2 separate regions of the Anas platyrhynchos genome follow, and region 1 is linked to region 2. A link is a contact called in public Hi-C data. All regions are on one chromosome and are shown on one strand. The core of a region is the stretch at or near the end of the contact, and the rest is flanking DNA. Distances in the headings are between cores, read along the strand shown.

Region 1 (5,403 bases), core at 487-2,986, 120 kb after region 2:
ATTTGTTGATGGAAGGAACAAGAAACCCAAAACTCCATTTCAACAGAACCACTCACTTAAACAAAACAAAATTTTAAATAATTTCTAAAGGCTAACGAGAAATAAGACTTGCCTACTAGTTGGCCTGAGAAGCTCACCGCAAAAGCAATGTAGCAGCCATGTGTGAACCCAATTCCAAAGCAGGATCAGAACTAGAGGCACTGTATTAACAGCTCACTTAGTAGCAATGCATCGCATATCTAAGGACTAGGAGACGGCCGTCTCAGGTAGCTTCCAACTTTCAATTCAGAGTAGAATTACTCAGAAAGGCTCACTCGGTGGTCTTACATGGATCTACTCCAGCTGCTGGTTTCTGGATTCACCTGTGACTGAGACATGCCCAGCTGCAGGATTCTAATGTCAAACATTGCTGTCTGAGCTTTAGTATCAAGTGTATCACAGCCCAGAGATGACACGAGAAGCTAGTGGAATGAAGCAGCAGAAAATGTCAGTGTGTACAGACAAATAAGAGCCACTATATTCCGAAACCAGACAGTTCACAAACATGAGCTTACTGCCTTACCAGCACTTGAGGCAAAAAATGGAAACCATTTCCAGCCTCTCCTCATCATCCCCAGCTAAAGCTCTAGAGTCAACAATATTCAGCGCAGAAAAGCTCCCCAAGCTAGCAGGAAAATTCAGGGAGTGTTTCCATGAGTGGCATAAGCCAACGCAAGACTAAGCCACTGTTGCAAGAGGCACTCCCACTCTCCTTTCCTCCACAGCCACAGACCCCACCCTGCCTGCCCTGGTACTATTCAGTCAGCCTCAAAGCCTTCTTCTCTGGGGTGTTTTGAAGTGGATCATTGCACTGAGCCAGTTACCTTCATCACTGTGCCTGCAAGGAAGCAGGAACACAGAGGGCAAAGCAGAGGTGGTGACTGCCCACTAGCATGGTTTTAGGTCAAATTAAATTGCTGCACCACACCCAGAGGTGACATGCTCTCTCCCTTAGTTCCCAGTGGTTTCCTTTGTTTAAGTTTTGTTTATCCCTCAATCTCAACATATTTGTGCATAATCACAGCAGTCTGCATGCAGCCTCCGTCATGCTTCTGACAAATCTCACCCTGCAAGGAATCAGCCTGCACATGGCATCACCTCAGAACAGAAAGGCTAGAGAGGACAAACCCAGGCAGTTGTAGAACTGAAATATGTAGGCAGAGCAGGGATTTACATAATTTCCTTCACCAGTCATTACTGCGGGTAATAGAGTACATAATAATAAAACCAGCCAGAGTAGAGAGAACTGCATCATTTGCAGTTAACCAGGCGGCTGGGCCAATACCGAGCCTGACCTCTCCCTGCATCCAAAGCCAGCACTGCTCCAAGGCTGCATGGTTCAATTCCCAGGAGCAAGAGGCCACACTTGTCAATTCTGCATCTATGCCCACGAATCTGATTGTTTTGCTAAAGAAATGGGTAGAACACACTACCAGGCCAACAAATAGTAAAAATTCTCTCCCATTCAGCTTGATCCTTTCCCTTCTCTGCTATGCAACATAACTGAGCAGTGAAGGAAAAACAAATGAGGTGTTTTTCTACAACAGCTGATGTTCTACAACTGTCCAATTCTTCCTCGCTGAGAAGAAAGCAGAAAAGTTGTTTCGTTTTTTCAGATCCAAGAAAGAAGCGAGCAGACTCAGCTGTCACAAAGAACAGAGCAGCTCGACTGGTCTGCTCCTGGGGAGCTGTAGCTCCATGCACAGCTCCACCCTGCCACCTCCTGCCACAGGCGCTAACTGCAGCATGATCCAAACACACATCCCAAATGCGTTTGGAAGGAAAAGGCACAGCAATGCTTTTCTAACCAGCTATGCGCCCCGTTATTTAGAATAGTTTATTATAAATATTTGCTATTTTCAATGCCTTCAAAGCTGAAAGATGTAAAAAAAAAAGCTGTAGCCCAAACATCCCCAAATCCCATTCCATATTCTCATCCTGAGCAGACTGGGGACTCTGACCTTAAATTTACCAAAAAATTCATCTGGATGAAAAAAGCAAGAAAGCCAGAATGTAGTGATCTGTAGCAGCACAACAACTAGGAGGCAGATGTGAAAGGATGCCTGAGCCCTGGAGCACTGACAGCATGCTTCATTGAGTAGGAGGCTATTAGAGAAATTGTATGTTTCTTATAAGGCCATGAGGTTTTATGGTCTACAACAGCCACGTAAAAACATGCAGAGAAGTCATGTTTTTATAGCCCCATCAATTTCTCCCGACTTCCCTGCTGGATGTTTTTTTTGGAACACTGATTAAAAAAGAGATCCTGATATCAAATGAAAAAGAAATAGGAGGAGCAGCCACATGCCTGATCCCATCCATGCTTCAGACTGGGCAGGACAGGCTTTTAGGGTTCATGTGCTGACAGGTCTAGTTCTAGTTGACAAGCCTTAAATTTTGCCCCAGAATTCACTTCCTAGTTCTAGCTTTTGGCCAGAATAATGATGGCACACACCTCTCCAGAACTCTGCTGGCTCTGTATCACCTGAGCACTTTCAAACAGCAAGACAATAAGATGCCCTACAACAAATAGCTGTGGGAGCCCCTTCTACTGGACATGACCCTTTTAGATCATTTGGTTCTGAACCATCTCTCTCTGCATGGCAGCTGCCAAATGTAAAAATGCCACTGAAACAAGGGACCAGGAGAATCCCTAGACCTTGGGCAGAGGCCAGAGACAGATTGTTCCCTTCAGTCAATGGACTGAGAGCCAGGGGTGCCTGGCTGTTGCGTAAGGAAACAAGAAAAAGCACCTGTACAAAGGTATCCCAGACAGCATTCAGCTCGACCAAAGGGCCAAAGCTCAATTCCTGAGCAGGTTTTAGATTCTGCTTTCTACTGATGTGATCCTTTCCCCACCCTCCTCAAGAGGAAGCAATATCTATGGGTTACAACACACTCCTTGGGAAGGTTCCTCCCCTTAATAAAACAAAGGGCGTGCAATAAATGGAAAACTAAGAAAGGATTTGGCCTACAGCAGAAGTTACCTTAGCACAGGCATCTAAGAATTAAAAAAAAAAAAAAAAGGGAATAAAGGTTTTGGCCACTGTTGTCAAGGCTCTGAGCACGCTTCTTAAAAGGAATTTCCTTTTTTCTCACTTTTTCAGTGTTTCCCTAAAGAAGACTATATCCAAGTTTTTGCTGGGCAACTTAACCCGCTGTCATTTGCTTAGAAAAAGTGCTTACATTTTGCTTAGAAAAATGTTAAAAAATTTGCATCTGCAAAATAGAAACCACTTCAACTCCAAACATTTGAGATTCTTCCTTCTTGCCAAACACCAAATTTTCTTACCTTTGCATAGCAAAAGGCATTTAAGAAGTACTTGCTTTTTCTCCCCAGGGGAATCCACCATTCTTCTAAAGGCTCACACAGCCACCACCATTGCAAGCAGAGGACAAATGTCATTGAGAATAAAAAGGTGTTGCTCAATAACTTACTTTAGCAACCTGGCAGCCTGGTGAACCCACAGCTCCTGAGCAGCAGCTGTAATGAGTTTCCCATCCACCTGGTACTGAAAGAGCAAGAGTTAAGAGTCAGAGAGAAGAGACCTAAACTTCAGCTGACAAGTGCAGAGATGTCCTGAATGAACACAGCAACAATAATTTGCAAGCAAAGGGAAAAAAAAGAGATTCACAAGTCTCTCATATTCAAACTGCAGAAGCCACCTACCAGCAATGGCACAGATGAGCAAAGCAGTTTGACTTATTTAACCAGCACAGCTGATTCACTGATCATGGATGCATTAGCAGAAAACTACAGAGTTCCAACTAGGCTACTATCTTGCTGCAAATGAGTTTAACCAAGACCGGTAAACTCACTCAGGCAGCAGAGCTCTATTGTTCCTAAGTCTCCTAAAAGAATGATCTTTGAAAATGTACAAGATGGTTTGTGCCTTTTACTTTTTTCTTTTTTTTTTTAAGCCAAAAAGATGAACCACCTCAGTTCCAGACACGTTTTCATATTTTAGGGACTGTACCGCTGCTCCCCAGCAGCTCTTTACAAGGCTATGCCACCCAGTGACAAAACTAGGAACTGCCACAATCTGCGAGCGTGACAAGTCCCAAAGCTACAAAATGTTTCACAGCAACTCCAATCCAACACAGACTCTGTTTTCAGATCTAGAGTACGTCTAACACGTAACTGAGCCCTCTTTGAAGAGATGTACCTCTCTGCTTGCGTAGCCTTCCCCAGTGATGGACACACTCCTCCTTGCGAATGCAGTTTCCAGAGGCTGAGACCATGTACTCAGTGCCACAGCGACAACAAATCCTGCAGGAGGCTTTAAGAGAAGAAAGAAGTAAGGGTCAGGCCTCTCTAAATCCTGTTCCTGCTAAACGTGGCCAAAGCACAGGGAAATCAATCTCACTTAAAGCCCCAAACACTGTTGAAATCGGCAAACAACAGTTCCTGTTAAGGGATGGTAAATTTCTTTTCAAACTCTCACAAAGACAAAGCAAACCCTTTGAAAATGGCAGTCTTAATCATAGAATCAAAGAACATCCTGAGTTGGAAGGGACCCATAACTCCTGGGTCCCCAAAGGACCACCCAAGAATCAGACCGTGTGCCTGAGAGCAATGCCCAAATGCTTCTTGAGCTCCAGCAGGCTCGGGGCTGTCCCCACTGCCCTGGGCAGCCTGTCCCTGTGCCCAACCACCTCTGGGTGCAGAACCTTTCCCTAACACCCAGCCTGACCCTCCCCTGTCCCAGCTCCATCCCTCGGGTCCTGTCACTGTCCCCAGAGAGCAGAGCTCAGCGCCTGCCCCTCCGCTCCCCTCGTGAGGGAGCTGCAGGCCGCCATGAGGCCTCCCCTCAGCATGCCCTGCTCTGGGCTGAACAAACCAAGGGACCTCAGCTGCTCATCATGTCTTCCCCATCTTTGTAGCCCTCTTTTGGACACATGCTAACAATTTTATAACTTTCTTCACCCAAAACTGCACATAGTTGCAGCATTTACTCCAAATCACTTCTCAGAGGCAAACATAAAACTCCCCGCTGGTCTCGGTGTGCGGCTCCAACTCTGACTGTTCGCATTTGCTGTGCTGTTTCTCCATCCACAGCAAATTATGTTGTACCCTAACATGGTTATTTTAAGAAACAGGAGAAGTCATTCTTCGGACATGGGAGCTAAGGAGGCCTGGTTTCCAGGGGGTCTGTGACTTGACACTTCCAAGTGACATTCGAGTTCTTCCTGGGCACAGCTCTTCTGCAAGGGTTCCCTGGTATTTAAAACAGGGAACACTTACAGCACAGCCTGGCCCTCGAAGAGGCAGTCAGGGACTTCTCCATCCTGTCCCCTGTGCCCTCAGTAACAACAAAAATTCAGAAACAGGAGATGCAGAAAAACACAGAAAAGGAGCTGACT
Region 2 (5,428 bases), core at 2,468-4,967:
CTACCCAGCTCCCTGCGCCTCCCCCAACCTGCCACCTCCACCGCAGCGATGACAATGACAGCTGCAGGGGCTGCGGGCGTCCCTTCCTCCTTCTTCCGCACCCCTTCCACCCCCCTCACCAACCCCGTCCCCCTCCTCGCCCCCCGCAGCCCCCCGCAGCCCCCCGAGCCGGGCTGCCGGCAGCCCCGCCGCGCTTGGGCTGACATTTGAAAAATGCCAGGCTGAGACGGGAGACGGCAGCTGCAGGGTGGCACCCGGCCAACTATTTCATTTTGGGTGGGTTTCAGTTTGTTTTCCACGGCGGCCGCTCGCATGAATGAAAGGGGAAGGCTGCGAGCCGCCCCCCCCCTTCCCCCTGCGCCCCCCCAGCCGCTGTAGGGTAGGGGGGAGCGGGGGCTGCCGGGGGTCGCGGCACCCGCGTGGCGGTGGGACGGTGCCGGTAAATGGGGGCTGAGCAATTTGGGGTCCTGGTGGTGTCCGTGTGTCGGCTCCCCCAGTGGTTTGGGGACCCCAGCCACGGGGCTCGGCTTCTCCCCATGGTGTCCGAGTGTCCCGTTGTGCTCCTGGCCCTGGGGTCACCCATGGCAAGGGACAGACAGACAGACAGACAGACAGACAAGGTACTGCTTAGTAGGGCTTGGCCAGGAGTGGGAGGGGGGCTCGTAGCAGGCTCAGGCAATGTGTCCCCACGGGGACATGGCCACGGGCTGGGGGTCCTGCCCCACATGGGGGCACCCATCGGGGAGCCCGACCCCAGCGGGGTGTCCCTGTCCCCACTTCAGCCTTGAGCCCCCGGGGAGATGGAGACCTGGCATGGCCCCAACAGGGGGCTCGGTGTCACCGTGGGGGACAGCACCGATGGCACTGGGTTCGTCGGGGTTTGCCAGCGGGTACATGGCACGGGGAGCACAGGAAGGCTGGTTTCTGCCCCCCTTCCTGCGGGTACCCATGTCCCCAGCCTGTCACCCTGCTTGGCGATGGGCAGTGCCAGCGGGGACAAGGGACAGGGACGTTGTGCCCTCTGCCCTCCGCTGTCCGGGGCAGGGGACTGCAGCAGGCGGCAAGGACAAGCCTTGGATACTCAGATTTTATATTCATGTAAGCAACATAAATCCGCCTGGCTGCTCTTTCCCTGACAATAGAATTCATTATGATGGAAATATCCTCCGGAGGACTGCAGCTTAATTACCTCCTCATTTGCATTTTTGCATATTAATGACTGCAGAGCTGCTAATTTTGCTGCATTATTTTAAAGGCGAAGCCGCACCGCTCCGCCGCTGCCTGGCCTGCCATTTCCTCGCTCCGTCCCTCGCTTTCTCCCCCGTCACAGCCGCGGGTGACCCAGCCCCGGGCTCAGCGGGTGGCTCCGCGCTCCCGGTGCCACCGTCGGAAACGTCGGGCCTTCCTCATTAGCGCCGTGCCCTCGTTAGCTGCCCCACGCCACGGGACGGTGCCCACGCTGCCTGTCCCAGGGGTGCTCCCGGCACAGGGCGAGCGTTGGGCCTAGCGCGGCCGCCCGCGTCCCCTTGTGCCCGGCCATTGTTCTGGTGGCGGCTTTTTGGGCCGCGGTGTCACCGCGCGTTACTTCCACTCCGCGGCTCCAACCGCAACAGGCTGGGGAGGAGGAGGGGGCCTCGCCCGCCCCCCATAGCCACCAGCACCGCGTCCCTCCTCCCACTGCCATCGGTGTCCCTGAGCGCCGAGGGATGGTGTCGGGCACGGAGGTGTCACCCTGCCGAAATAAGGGACAGCGGGAGGAGGGTGCTTGGTGACAACAGCGTCCTGTGGTGGAGTGGCAGAAGGAGAACCGAGGGTTTCCTGTCTGAAGCCCAGATGAGATGTCCCCAGTGACATGTCCCCAGTGAGATGTCCCCAGTGACATGTCCCCAGTGCTGTATCCCCAGTGACGGGCTGGCCCAGGTGCCACCACCCTGCGGCTGCCCACGGTGACTCAGCCCACCGGGTGCCACCAGGGGCTGGGCACAGCTTTTGGGTGTCACACAGTGTGGGGTGTCACACTGCATGGGGTCACACTGCGTGGGGTGTCACACGGTGTGGGGTGTCACACACTGTGGGATGCTGAGCGTTGGCACCGGGCAAGGGCAGCCTTTGGGGCCAGGCAGGGAGAAATGGGGCTGTGGGGGGATTTCTGTCCCCAACGCCTGGCAGCTGCCCCTCTGTCGGGTGGGACCTGACCGGGGACAACGGGGTCCCTGTCCCCAGCTGGTGGAAAGGTGGAGGCCGGGAGGGCTGGGGGGTGGGCAGTGCAGGGGATGGGGACGGGGATGGGGACAGGGACGGGGACAGGGAGAGGGTTGGGGACAAGGACAGGGACAGGGCTGGGGACAGGGACAGGGAGAGGACCGGGGCTGAGGACAAGGAGAGGGTTGGGGACAGGGACAGGACTGGGACTGGGGACAGGGCCAAGGGTTGGGGACTGGGAGAGGACCAGGGCTGGGGACATGGTTGGGGACAGGGGCGTGGCCTCTGGCAGTGGGCGTGGCCTGCGGCGGGGGCGTGGCCGGGGGCGTGGCCTCCAGCACAGCCGGGCGGGGGGCGGTGGCGCCACCTGGCGGCCGGGGGCGGCGCTGCGGGGCCGGGGGCGCCGCGGGACCCCCGAGTGCGGGGAGGGGTCGGGACGGGGGGGCGGGGATGGCCGGGACCCCCCCTGTGGGTGCCCCCCTTGGGCAGGGCCCCTCAGCACCCGCCTGGGACCCCCCGCAGGCTCCCTCCTGATGGGTGTGTGTAACCCCAAAACGGGGGGGGCGGGGGGGCAGCGCCAGCATCTCCCCCCTCTGATTAATTCCCCCCCCCCCCGCTTTGCCGACCCCCCCCGGGTGGCCGCGGCCGCGACCCCCGGCACCCCGTGTCCCGCCAGCGGCCCCACGCAGCCCGGCTGTGCCCCCCCCGTGTCACCGCCGGGGGACGCTGCGGGCACGCGGGGGTCGGGCCGGGGGTGGCAGCGGGACCCCCCCCCCGTGGCGGTGGTGGCAGCGGGACCCGAAGAGGGGACAAGGCGGGGACAGCGCCGCCCGCTAGAGGGCAGCGGGAGCCCAGGAATGGGGTCTCCGGGAGGGACCCGCACCCTGCACCCTCCATCCTCCATCCCGCACCCTGACCCCCCCCCAATCCTGCACCCCCCCTCCGACCTCCATCCCTTCACCCCCCGCCCCCCCGGCCTCCCCCTTTGGCCTCCTTCCTGCCCCAATCTCTCCTGCCTCCCCACTGCACCCCCCCCGTGCCTCAGTTTCCCCCCCCTCGCCCCTCCCCGGTGACTTTTGCCACCCCCGGGGCACCCCCAGACCGGGACCTGCCCCTCGGGGTGCCCCCCGCCCCCGGAGTTTAACCCTCGCCCTCCCAAATCCACTCGCATCCCACTAATGCACTAGCCTTGACACGCTGACCTGCCCCGGCGCCCCCCCCCTGCATCCCGCAGCCCCCCCGTCCCGGGGGACCGCCGGTGTCACCGTGGCAACCGGTGATGGTCAGCAGCCGGTGACCTGGGAGCCCTGGAGGGAGCCCTGGCCCTGGCCGGGGTCAGCGGGGTCAATCAATCTCATTGCTATGCACAGCGCCCTTCGTTAGCTGCCAGCACCCGTAACGAGTGCCAGGGCTGGCAGAGCGTGGGGAAGGGAGAGAAAAAGGGACAAAAATGGGGGAAAAAAGTGCTGCTTGGAGGATTTTGTTTCAGGAGACTCTCCACTAGTTGTGGGATAGGGCAGGGGGGTTCCCCCCCCAAGTAATGGGGGAGGTCACCCTGGGGAGGGCTTGGGGTGGAGAGGAGAGGTGACAGGAGCCTTCCTCCATCCCCGGTGCTCTGCGTCTTCCTCGCCGCCCGGTGATGCAGGTGCAGAGCTGGGCTCGGTGAGTGCCGGAGCCACGGCTCGGGGCCCTCCTGGGCTGGCTGAGACCCAGCAGACTCATCTCCCCGCTGGGACGCCCGCCTGCCCTGCCCGGCGGGCTTCGATCGGCCGCTGTCTCCGGGCTGTGCTGAGATGGGTCTGGGTGGCAGAGCCCCATCGTGGGCAGGGGGATGGGGTGGGATGGGATGGGGTGGGGTGGGGTGGGATGGGGATGGAGATGGGGATATGGGATGGGATGGGATGGGATGGGATGGGATGGGATGGGGTGGGATGGGGTGGGATGGGGTGGGATGGGATGGGGTGGGATGGGGTGGGATGGGATGGGATGGGATGGGATGGGATGGGATGGGATGGGATGGGATGGGATGGGGTGGGGTGGGATGGGGTGGGATGGGATGGGATGGGATGATGGGGCACTGAAATCTCCCCCAAACTGGGGTGCAGGACCTCAGGAGCAGCCCGATTGGTTAGGTCAGAAGGGGACGTCCCCAGAAAGTGTCCAGGAGGCAGATGGGGTGGGAACCCAACTTCTTGTGCAAGCCCCGATGCTTGGGGTGCAGAGACACAGCCCCGCAGTGGGACGAGCTCCCTCTGAAAAGCCCCAGCGTGGGATGCTCGGCATGGATGGGTCCCAAGTGTCCACCCCAATTCCACAAACTGACCCCAAAAGGGACATCCTGGAGCCATGGGGGGTGACCCTGGGGACAGGGCGGAAGGGGGGCACCACTCCCTCCCCCCCCCATGCTATCACTGCCCACAGCCCCCCCCCGTGCTCCCCGCTGCTCCGGCCGGGGGCTGGAGCCTGCAGCGCACAGACACGTTGTCTCCAGCGCACAACCACACTCATCTCGGAGATGGGGTCTGCTGGGAAAAGGCTCCCCCCCCTCCACCGGGTCACCCGCAGACGGGGGCATTTCCAGGATTTCCCGTTAAGGCTGGGGCCGTGCACCACCACCAGTGCCATTTTGGGGCCTTCCCGCTTCCTTCGGGTCCTCCCCCCCCCCCCGTGCTGGAGGTGCTCAGGGGGCAGTGGGTTTGGGCCCGTTTTTGTCACTTTGGTGCGGTGACAGCCCGGTCACAGCAGGGATTCGGGGCTCCCGGCTCCATCCCGAGGCACCAGGCACCACACAGGATGGGAGCTGGGTGCCAGCATCAGCTTCAGTCCCTATAACATCGTCCCAGGTTCCCATTTTGGGCTCCAACCTGGGGACACTGCTCCCACATATCCCTGTATCGGTGATCTGGGGGGTGCTCCTGAGCCTGCCCCCCAGCTATCCTGAGACTGGGAATGAAGGCAGATCGCAGCTGACGGCTGGGAGATGGATTTATTGCAACGATGCAAAAATTAGTTTATAGAATATATAGAAATAAAGATTTCCTTCCTTGATGGGGGAACTCAGCGCAGCAGCAGCTCCTCTGGCAGGATTTATTAATCACGCTGGTGTGCTGCTTGTGCAGCAGCAACGATTTCCTGGGGGGTTCTGGAGGGACTCGGGGGTGGAGGGGTGGGAAGGCACAGGGACCCCTGAGCTGCAGTCACCCCCAGACAAGGCTGGAGCCGCGGC

The links. Hi-C and Micro-C count contacts between places; a contact is called where the count stands out from the background.
Region 1: a contact with region 2 is called in a Hi-C map of skeletal muscle, with 2.7 times the contacts expected there. The contact joins two enhancer-like sites. A contact is called at or near these places in 3 of 8 Hi-C or Micro-C datasets (F1 follicle, liver and skeletal muscle).

Annotation. Positions count from the first base shown.
Region 1 is chr29:4,785,250-4,790,652 of IASCAAS_PekinDuck_T2T, forward strand. It overlaps REXO1 (RNA exonuclease 1 homolog), which reads right to left. Exons shown (of 15, transcript XM_027471803.3): 10 at 4,206-4,319; 11 at 3,478-3,551. Among named protein-coding and RNA genes, the nearest start is that of ATP8B3, 11 kb to the left of the region's middle. Within about 2 kb of position 1,737, at least 1 of the 8 cell types and tissues checked has an H3K27ac peak or open chromatin away from gene starts, as enhancers often do.
Region 2 is chr29:4,660,819-4,666,246 of IASCAAS_PekinDuck_T2T, forward strand. All of the region lies in intron 1 of LOC113845679 (a long non-coding RNA gene), which reads left to right. Among named protein-coding and RNA genes, the nearest start is that of TCF3, 15 kb to the left of the region's middle. Within about 2 kb of position 3,718, at least 2 of the 8 cell types and tissues checked have an H3K27ac peak or open chromatin away from gene starts, as enhancers often do.